Regions from separate parts of the Sus scrofa genome. Here region 2 is linked to region 1. The links are chromatin contacts, called in public HiChIP or PLAC-seq maps. All regions are on one chromosome and are shown on one strand. The core of a region is the stretch at or near the end of the contact, and the rest is flanking DNA. Distances in the headings are between cores, read along the strand shown. Region 1 overlaps KDM3A (lysine-specific demethylase 3A). Region 2 overlaps IMMT (MICOS complex subunit MIC60).

Evidence for each region. HiChIP or PLAC-seq counts read pairs in DNA pulled down with a chosen protein or histone mark.
Region 2: an H3K27ac HiChIP or PLAC-seq map of alveolar macrophages shows a contact between it and region 1. The contact joins two enhancer-like sites. A contact is called at or near these places in 2 of 47 Hi-C or Micro-C datasets (embryonic fibroblasts and epiblast stem cells) and 1 of 2 datasets of contacts at active chromatin or transcription factors (alveolar macrophages).

Annotation. Positions count from the first base shown.
Region 1 is chr3:58,313,291-58,318,006 of Sscrofa11.1, forward strand. It overlaps KDM3A (lysine-specific demethylase 3A), which reads right to left. Exons shown (of 26, transcript XM_003124935.6): 14 at 4,610-4,705; 15 at 4,110-4,237; 16 at 2,276-2,471; 17 at 1,084-1,256; 18 at 461-697. Among named protein-coding and RNA genes, the nearest start is that of KDM3A, 39 kb to the right of the region's middle. Within about 2 kb of position 2,196, at least 10 of the 83 cell types and tissues checked have an H3K27ac peak or open chromatin away from gene starts, as enhancers often do. A contact at or near this core is called in alveolar macrophages, where this site is marked.
Region 2 is chr3:58,630,530-58,634,972 of Sscrofa11.1, forward strand. IMMT (MICOS complex subunit MIC60) reads left to right here. Exons shown (of 13, transcript XM_021087287.1): 13 at 887-1,808. The coding sequence ends at 1,500. PTCD3 (pentatricopeptide repeat domain 3) reads right to left here. Exons shown (of 24, transcript NM_001243030.1): 24 at 3,075-4,443. Among named protein-coding and RNA genes, the nearest start is that of PTCD3, 37 kb to the right of the region's middle. Within about 2 kb of position 2,397, at least 7 of the 83 cell types and tissues checked have an H3K27ac peak or open chromatin away from gene starts, as enhancers often do. A contact at or near this core is called in alveolar macrophages, where this site is marked.

The sequences.
Region 1 (4,716 bases), core at 946-3,445:
AATTCCAGGACAATACCATACGGCTCAGGACCACCTAAAAGGGCCTCAACACAAAGGTTCTAATTCATGCAGGAGAGATGCCGGATTTTTACCCAGTTTTTGTCTAATCCCCCAAACCACACTGGCCTTAGTCACACTCCCACTTCTCCTAGCGAGGGTTAGCACACCAGAATCATGCAGCCCAGAACGCTCTCATCAAAAACCTGAGGAGGACTGGTCAGAAGCCATCAAAACCTCACTGGAAAATGCAGCTCAGGAATACATGCTGCAAAATAAGACTCAGAGCCATACTCTGCACTCTAGTTATATTTACCCTAAACATTCAAGTACAGTAAAAGAAATATAGTATATAGCATCTATAACCTGGAGGAGGGGCCGGAGGTGGGGTGGGGTTATCAGAAGTGTTCTAAAAGCACCAGAAGGGGATCCGAGCGGGCTGGGCAGCAGGAGCCTCTCTTACCTGCCCCTGTTTCCAGCACTCCCTAAACACATTCCAGTTGCTCTTGTTGTTGGGATCTTGCAGGCACAGCAGGCGATTATCACACAGCCAGTAGTGAGGGGTGTCAAAGCCCAGGATGCTGGGCTTAATAGTCAGTCCTTGAGGCCTCTTTGACAAATCAGAGCAAGTCTTATTTTGCACCAAAGAGGCAAAGATGTCATCAAGGATTTTTGGTGTATTCTTGAGTCCATTTTCTGTCTGAATTTGAAAAAGAGCACAAGTCTTAAGTATGTTGTTCCCTACCATCAAAGAACGCATTCCTCCAACGGCAGAATGAGCAAACACTACACATTCAGGAAGAAGTCCAAGCCGGGACCCTCAGGGAGCTAAGTCCTCTTCCTCTACCCAACATCACAGCTCTCAGAAGTGGGTTCAGGAAAAGGTGTTAATGGGAGAAAATGACCCAGCCCAGAATTATAATCCTGCGAAGCCCACCTGCCGATGAAACAGCCTTCGGTATCCACGAAGGAACACATGGGACTCACAGTTGCCTTTCTACTTTCCGTTTCAATTTCCCTAGTCTCTTCCTATTCTGACTATTCATCTTTTTAAGGTGGAGCATAAACAATAAAAGAAACACGTACCTTTCCTGTAGAGGAATTCAAGAGATTTCGCAGGAAACCAGAATTGTTGTTGCTTACAGGTGTCAAAATTGTGCTGTTAAAGGTGTGGAGGACTGTGCTAGATTTGCTCAAGGGGGGGAGGGGTGGAAGGCATTTGATTTCATTCTTTAAAATTGGCATCGTTGGCTGTTTTTCTAAAAACAAAACCAAAAACATCCAGATGGAAAAGCATTCTGAGGCAAATCCCTTCCTCACTAGTTGTCTATTAATAGAATTACTTGGAACTTGGTTTTCATTTACTAGAACCAAAAAACGTAAGAGGATAAAAACTAATGACATTATTGATATGGACAAGGATTTCTAAGTGCTATTAAAATACACACACACACACACACACACACACACACACACACACACCTCCAATATCTAAGGTGATACCATGGTAAACAGTATTTTTTGTTTGTTCCTACTATATAAAATACAATTGTTTTTTGTAAATTAACATTGTAACTATTAACCCTGACAGATATGCTTATAAATATATTCTCTTAGATTTTTCACATGTATAATTAAATTGTTTACAAAAATCAACAGTTTTATTTTTTTTTCCCCATCCTAGCTTTGTTTGCCTTACTGCAACAGCCAGACTACAGCACATTTAATAAAATAGTGAGAGCAGGTATCTTAAGGAAACTGTTAAAAATATTCAACCAATTAAAAAATTCAATCATTATTATGATGTTTGCTATTAGTTTTACTGTAGAAATTCCTAAGATTAAGGATATTCCCTTCCATTCCTTATTTAAGGTTTCTTAAAAAATTATAAATAGGTATTGAATTTTATTCTTTTTGTGACTCCTCACATGACCCTTACCCCACTTTTTTAATTTTAAAACTACACCTTGGAGTCCCCTTTGGCGCAGCAGGTCAAGAATTTGGCATCGCCACTGCAGCAGTTTGGGTTGCTCCTGTGACATGGGTTCAATCCCTGGCCCAAGAATTTCCAGTCTATCAATCAGCAAAAGTTCTCCTTTCTGGTGATGCACTTTGAAAACACTTGCATCTGTGTCAGGTCACGGGATAACTACAGGGAACCACGTTCCATTCCCCATGACCTCTAGCCACTCTGTTTTCACAACAACCGGGGCTGCCAGGTCCCTCTGGGGACAGATGCAAGTTCTCCAGAACCAGTAGGAAAGCAAGAAACACTCACCCTTGTTTTCTTTGTTGACATTCCCGCTGGTCAGGTCTGCCAGCCAGTTCAAAGGAGAGGTGCTGGCTGGACAGGCAGGCTTCACGCTGTTGGCGGGCTTGGAGGCAGCTTCCCCACCCACAGCCGCTGGTTCCAACGCTGAGGGATTCTGTGGGGGCACGGCACCAAGAGTCGATTTTTCTCCAGCTAAGGAAGTCTGTGGTGAAAATAAAAGGAGACTTTTACATGAGCTGAAAAACTGTATTTCCCCTTTCTTCTCTCCTCCCCTAACTGCTCACCACCAAGAGATAAATATCCAAAACATTACAACTGCAGTAATTCCGCAATAATAGAGCAGAACTGTAATGTAAGAGGGATTTTAATTTTTGCCTTCTAAGAATTATAGTTCCCCTATGAACTCACCCCAGTGTCCTGAACAGGCACTCACAACCTGGTGGCTGAGTGAGGGACTGAATAAATGAGGCGGCGGGGGTGGGGGGGGTGGGGGGGCAACACAGCTGTGAATTAGAAGGAAATGGGATGCAGAAAAAAGAAAATGCTCTTCTGATTTAGGACAAGGTAGGAGTCTTTAAAGTGTGAGGAACAGCCTTTAAAAGACTGCAAACATAAACTGGGGGGAAAAAAACCAACACTGGACAGAACGTATCACTTATATTTCTGTTACTTAAAAAACTGGTCTGACAACTCAGCTATTGAGTTTACACACACATATTAAGAAGGAAAAAAAAATAGTCACACTCCTACTGTGGTCCTGGCCCTTGCTTTACATGTGATACAAACATGTGATGCCCAATGACCAGTATTGTTTATTATTTCTCTACTGAGAGGAAGCTGACATTCATCTGAGCTGAACTTATGCAACTAGAAAACGGCAAGAAAAGAATTCTGATTCCAAAGATCACAATTCTTCTACCTGTGCTGCCCCTGATACACAGCTTTATGAAAATGTAAAATAATTGTTAAAAGCGACGTGGGATGAAGATTACTGGGGTGAAGAAGAGAAAGGAGACAGTGGGGAGGAAAATGTGATGGTGCCACCGGTGAAGGAAAAGGCCTCAAGCACTAAGCAAATGTACATTTTTTCACTTTGAGTGATAGCTACAAAAAGGTTCATTTCAATAGTATTTCCTTCAATTCTTCATATATATAGATAAAATATATTCAGTAATTTATTTTAAAGCTTATCTGAATAATTTTAACTCTATAAAACATGAGATTTTTTTTTTTTTGGTCTTTTTAGGGCCACACCCATGGCATATGGAGATTCTCAGGCTAGGGGCTGAATTGGAGCTACAGCTGCTGGCTTATACCACAGCCACAGCGATGCCAGATCTGAGCCATGTCTGTGACCTACACCACAGCTCACAGCAATGCCAGATCTGAGCCATGTCCGTGACCTACACCATAGCTCACAGCAATGCCGGACCCTTAACCCACTAAGTGAGGCCAGGGATTGAACCCACAACCTCATGGATCCTAGTCGGATTCGTTTTGCTGCACCATGATGGGAAGTCCTGAGAAGTTTAAAAAAAAAAAAAATACCCATACAAAATTCACAGCAGCTTATAGGTAGACCATATATAATAGAAGAGGATTTTCCTTTTTCAAGGAACAAAAATTAAAACCTACTAAAAGAGGCTACAGATGAGGTCCACAAAAATAATGTGAAAATTGAGAATGGGCTTATGAAATGTCACATGAAACATGAATTTATCTCTTTCCACCCACAGCTCTCCCCATGTTCCTTTCAAATATATTATATAAATCCTTGGGTTATTTGAAAACAGAGAGACAACAATCACAAGGATGGTAAATCTAGCATAGACAGTAATACCTGTTTTATGTCTTCCTTTGAGGCTGGCTTTGAAAAGAGTTTGAATTGCCTGTTTGAACAGGGACAATTTGCCTTTATTCCCCATTTTGCTCTTACAGAATGAACAATGTCTCCAACATCATAGAGGGCTAAAAAAAGGGCACAGGCAAACATCTGAACAAGGATATTAGGTACTTTCAACCTCAACATTACAACGCAGAAGCTGCTATTTCCAAAAGGAGAACTTTTTTTCGCATAATACTCTAAGGGGCTTACATTCCCTCCTTTTCTTCCTAAGTATGCCTTCCCCCAAAAGTGCCATTTCCTTTCCTACAAAATTATTTACAAGGCCTTTATCAAAAAGTTTGGGGACAGTATTTAATAATTATTTCTGGATAATTTATGGTACATACTAAAATAAAGTTAGAAAGTAATTATACTCCATAAAGTAACCAAACTAGCAGCCCCTATGAGCTAACCAAAACAGGGGAAAAAGAAAATCGTTACGCCCCATGAGGTACCTTTTCCAGGAATGATCTGTGTAGGCATGAGGTTCTCTGGTTCATGTATCTGACTCTTCACACATCTCAACCAAGAGAAAGTCTTGTAGGCAGCACCTGCAAATAAC
Region 2 (4,443 bases), core at 1,147-3,646, 320 kb after region 1:
ACATCGTTGACATTAGGGAATGAAGAGGCCCAAGTCACTCTTATTGAACTATATTCATCTCTTGGAAAATTAGCCCCAGATTTGATAAGTTTGGAACACAGTTGTGAGAAGAAATGAAAAAGAATCTAGCTTGAGGTTTTTACTCCCTTATGTGGTGACAGGCAAGAGGTCACCATTTACAAGGCAGTTTACCCAACACTCTGGTTATGTCTCACGTGCCCTGAGTGGAGCAGAACTGCGGTGTGCTGCATGCTTGTCCTCCAGGCTCTTGTCTTGTCTCCAGCCCTGCTGTTGGAGGCTTATCTGGAGGGTAGCTACAGGGGCCTCTCTGCCCTGTTGAAAGTGTAAAACGTCCTTATAGTGAAGATGTCAATGAAATGGGTTTCTTTGGGATGTGATGGAATTGTTTTTGGCAGATGAGTGTAAGAGTAAGCTAAGTACCCATAAAATGTCCAGATCCAGTCGTCTTCCATTCCTATCCATGAAGTTTCTGATGGCCTTAGTTATTATGTCTTAGCCTCGTTTATCCTTTCTTTCTCAAATATTTCTAAAGATAAATACATCTGGTATCTGTTGTCTTAAATGTCACAAGAAGAGGGAAGGGAGACTCAGCTGTGCTTGTGCACACATCCTCCCAGCTTTGTCCATGGTTTTAGTTAAAATAAGTCCTCATCAGATTATGTCAAGCCCTGTCGCCTCATGTGAAGAGGTCTGCTAGGAAAAACGCATCACAAGTAGTGGTGGGATGGGCTTGGAAGAAAGAGGCCGTCTCCGGCTCCACCTTTCTCTTTATTTAGCTTGTTGAAGGCATATCAGTTCTCTGGATATATGAGACGGTTGTGTGGTCAGGTGGAGAAAAAGTCTTTGCTTTTTTTCCCCCCAACAGGTCATGCAGTAGCTGAAGAGGAGGCCAGAAAAGCCCACCAACTCTGGCTCTCGGTGGAGGCATTAAAGTACAGCATGAAGACGGCGTCCCCAGATCTGCCCACTGTTCCCCTGGGGAGCGCGGTCGAGGCCGTCAGAGCCAGCTGCTCCGATTCTGAATTTACCCAGGCTCTAACCGCAGCTCTCCCTCCAGAGTCCCTGACCCGAGGCGTGTATAGTGAAGAGACCCTTAGAGTCCGTTTCTATGCCGTCCAGAAACTGGCCCGAAGAGTAGCCATGATTGATGAGACCAGAAATAGCTTATACCAGTACTTCCTCTCCTACTTACAGTCCCTGCTCCTGTTCCCACCTCAGCAGCTGAAGCCACCGGCAGAGCTCTGCCCTGAGGATACCAGCACATTTAAATTACTGGCCTATGCCTCCTATTGCATTGAGCATGGTGACCTGGAGCTGGCAGCTAAGTTTGTCAATCAGCTGAAAGGGGAGTCCAGACGCGTGGCCCAGGACTGGCTGAAGGAGGCCCGAATGACCCTAGAAACTAAGCAGATAGTGGAAATCCTGACGGCATACGCCAGCGCCGTAGGCATAGGAACCACCCAAGTGCAGCAAGAGTGAGGGCTAGGAGGTCTCACAGTCACACTTCAGGTCAGAGGAAATGAGTAATATGTGACGGGTTTGCAACAGGGCCTACAAGTGAGGTTACAAGTACTGTTCTCTGTGTTCACGCCTGTCGCATTTGTATTATTTCCTCTTGCTATCATGTCAGTCAACTCCAGGAGTACTTTATTTGCAACTTGTGTAACATTTTCTGTTTTTCAGGTTTTACTGATCAGGCTTGCGAGCCAATCAAAATGATGTTTGTGATCACTATTACTATTGATTTTGCCCTTGGAGCAAACTGAATAAAAACAGAAAGGTGAAAACTTTTTGTAGCTTTTCCCTTTTCAAAAAATGCAACTTCTGGGAGTTCCTGTGGTGGCAGAGGAAACGAATCTGATTAGCATCCATGGGGACACAGGTTCGATCCCTGGCCTCACTCAGTGGGTTAAAGATCCAGCACTGCTATGAGCTGTGGTGTAGGTTGCAGACACAGCTAGGATCCCAAATTGCTGTGGCTGTGTTGTAGGCTAGCAGCTGCAGCTCCAGTACCACCCCTAAAAATCTGTATTGTAGGAAATTGGAGATTGGGAGAAGCAGCAACAGCAGAAGTAGGAACTTATGGGCAGTTGGTTTCCAGGCTGGGGACTAGGCCCCAGAAATACTCTAGGCCTGTTCTTGGCTGGTTGTGGTGAACTGATTCCTCCCAGTCAAACTCAATAGTTATGTACAAACCAAAATGCCAATGCATTTACAGCTGTACATGCACCATTCTAGTGATTTCAAAGGCACCAGGAGTACTATGTATCCCAAACTTTTTTGACTGCTACCACAGGAAGAAGTTGTATTTTATGTTGGGACCCATTCAGCCAGACACACTTCTGTGCATGTACACAGGAAACAGTTTCTGGAGCCACCGCTTCCCCTTTCTACTTATGATAACACTGTGTCAGCCCTTCTCTACCCATAAATTAATCCCACAGCTCTAAAGAGTTCACAGCTCCCAGTTCTGAAACATCAGTGCTCCTTTCTGGTGCGTGGACTGTGAATCTCTTCACCAAGTGGGGGTGGTGAGCCTGGAACCTTAAAGGGATTGAATAATTCTGTGACCTACTTGAACCAGAGAACTTGCTTTCCAAGGCCTGGAGAGGGACTGTGAGGCATGAGCCAGCAAAGTGCTGCTGTTGTGGGAACAGGTTCTGCTGGTACAGATGGTCCTTGCCTGTGCAGTGTGGCTAGACAACCATCTTTGACAGGTTGGGCTCCTTCCCTCCCCCTATATGTGCCTTACATCTAACCACCAAGTTAAACATGCCCAATTCTCTGATAACTGCCGCTCTTCCACTGAGATCCAATCAAAACGGTCCTATAAAGCTTACCCTGCCCATCCACACTCCTAGGGACTGCTAGCTCAGAGCAGGTCCTGTTAGGAGAAGTCAAACAGCTGACATGATCGAGCGCGCTAAGATATGTGTGTCAATGTGCACTGCAGAGAGATGTCACAAAACTTAGCCACATGTAATGCACTTCATTTTCTAAGCCGCTCCATTAAAACAGTCTGGTTAGCATTCACAAAAATTGATCTCCAACCCTGCAGTTTTAAAAGACAACGCATTTTATTGTTAGCATACTCAAATGTTTTGTTGAACCAAAACCCACAACTTGTAGGTTATTTACTTTGACGTAGAAAAACCGAACACCTTTTACTATTAGAGGCTAAAGAAAGAATGCAAAACAACCCCATGGGCCTTTAAAAATTTTTTTTCTGAACTGAAAACAGTTACTTGCCTGGAGTAGGGTGTGGAATACCTGTAGCAGGGCTAAGACCACCATGCCTGCCGCATTATCACCCACTTCACACCACATCATCCCAGGTGGACAGTCCCCCAACTAACTCCACGGCTTCGAAACACTGCGGTGAGGATTCAGCACTCGGACAGGGGAGACAGCTCTACGTCTGTAAGGAAGGACCACACCAAGTACCTACTCAGCCAAGAATCAGGAACCAGGGGCAAAGGAGGGGCTGAGCGAACAGAAGCTCCCAAGCAGCCAGGTTCTTTACCTGTCACTTTGCTCATTTGCTTGGCCATGAGCTAAGGGGCTACTTGGGACCATGCACATGAGTACTTGGGTAGCTAACTACTGGCATTTCCCCTGCCTGCTCTGTCCCTCCATTAGATGCCTTAAACTGATGATCTAGGAGAAAACATAAGTCAATACTTAGGTTTCTGAGAACGAGTGACTGTGTCCTGGCCAGAGAATGGCAGATGGAGACGGGGACAGGCACTATGATAGACATCGGTCCAGGAGCTCAGAAGCATCGACCATGGCAGGGTAAAGACGAAGGTGCTCGTCTGAGAACACAGGAGATGCCCGGGCCAATCTGGAAATCAGATATGACCTGGCAGTCTAGGCAGTGCTGGAGACCCTTGTGAAGCTCCTGCAACCCTCCCAAACCGTTTGCTTCTAATACCATTTCCCAGTCACAATGGTAAGAGATGCTAGAGGCCAAGGTTCTGAAACTACTGCATTGCCAGTAATCCAGTCATGTCAAGAAGACACTTGTCTTTCTGTCATCACACACACATCATTATAGCACAACCGAAGAAGGTGCCAACACTCAGAGATGAAACAGTCTTGCGCAAGCCCCAAGCCTAGCAGGAGAATATGGGCTCCACAAAAATAATGGAAACGCATATACATGTACCTTAATTACAACATTTACTCACAGCTTTCATTTTCCCAGCTGTGCAGCCCAAACTCCTGCCACTGTTGTTTAATCAGTTTTCTCTGATGCAAATTTTCCACATAAACATCCCCGAGGCTGGGATACTACTGACCAACTGTGATATAACTGTATGGAGACTCCTTCAGACGCTTTCTCTGCGGTGGAGGAAGCGCCAGTGTCACAGCGTCAGCCAAGAGAGGCTGAAGTCCATGATGGGGGAGGGCAAAGTGCAC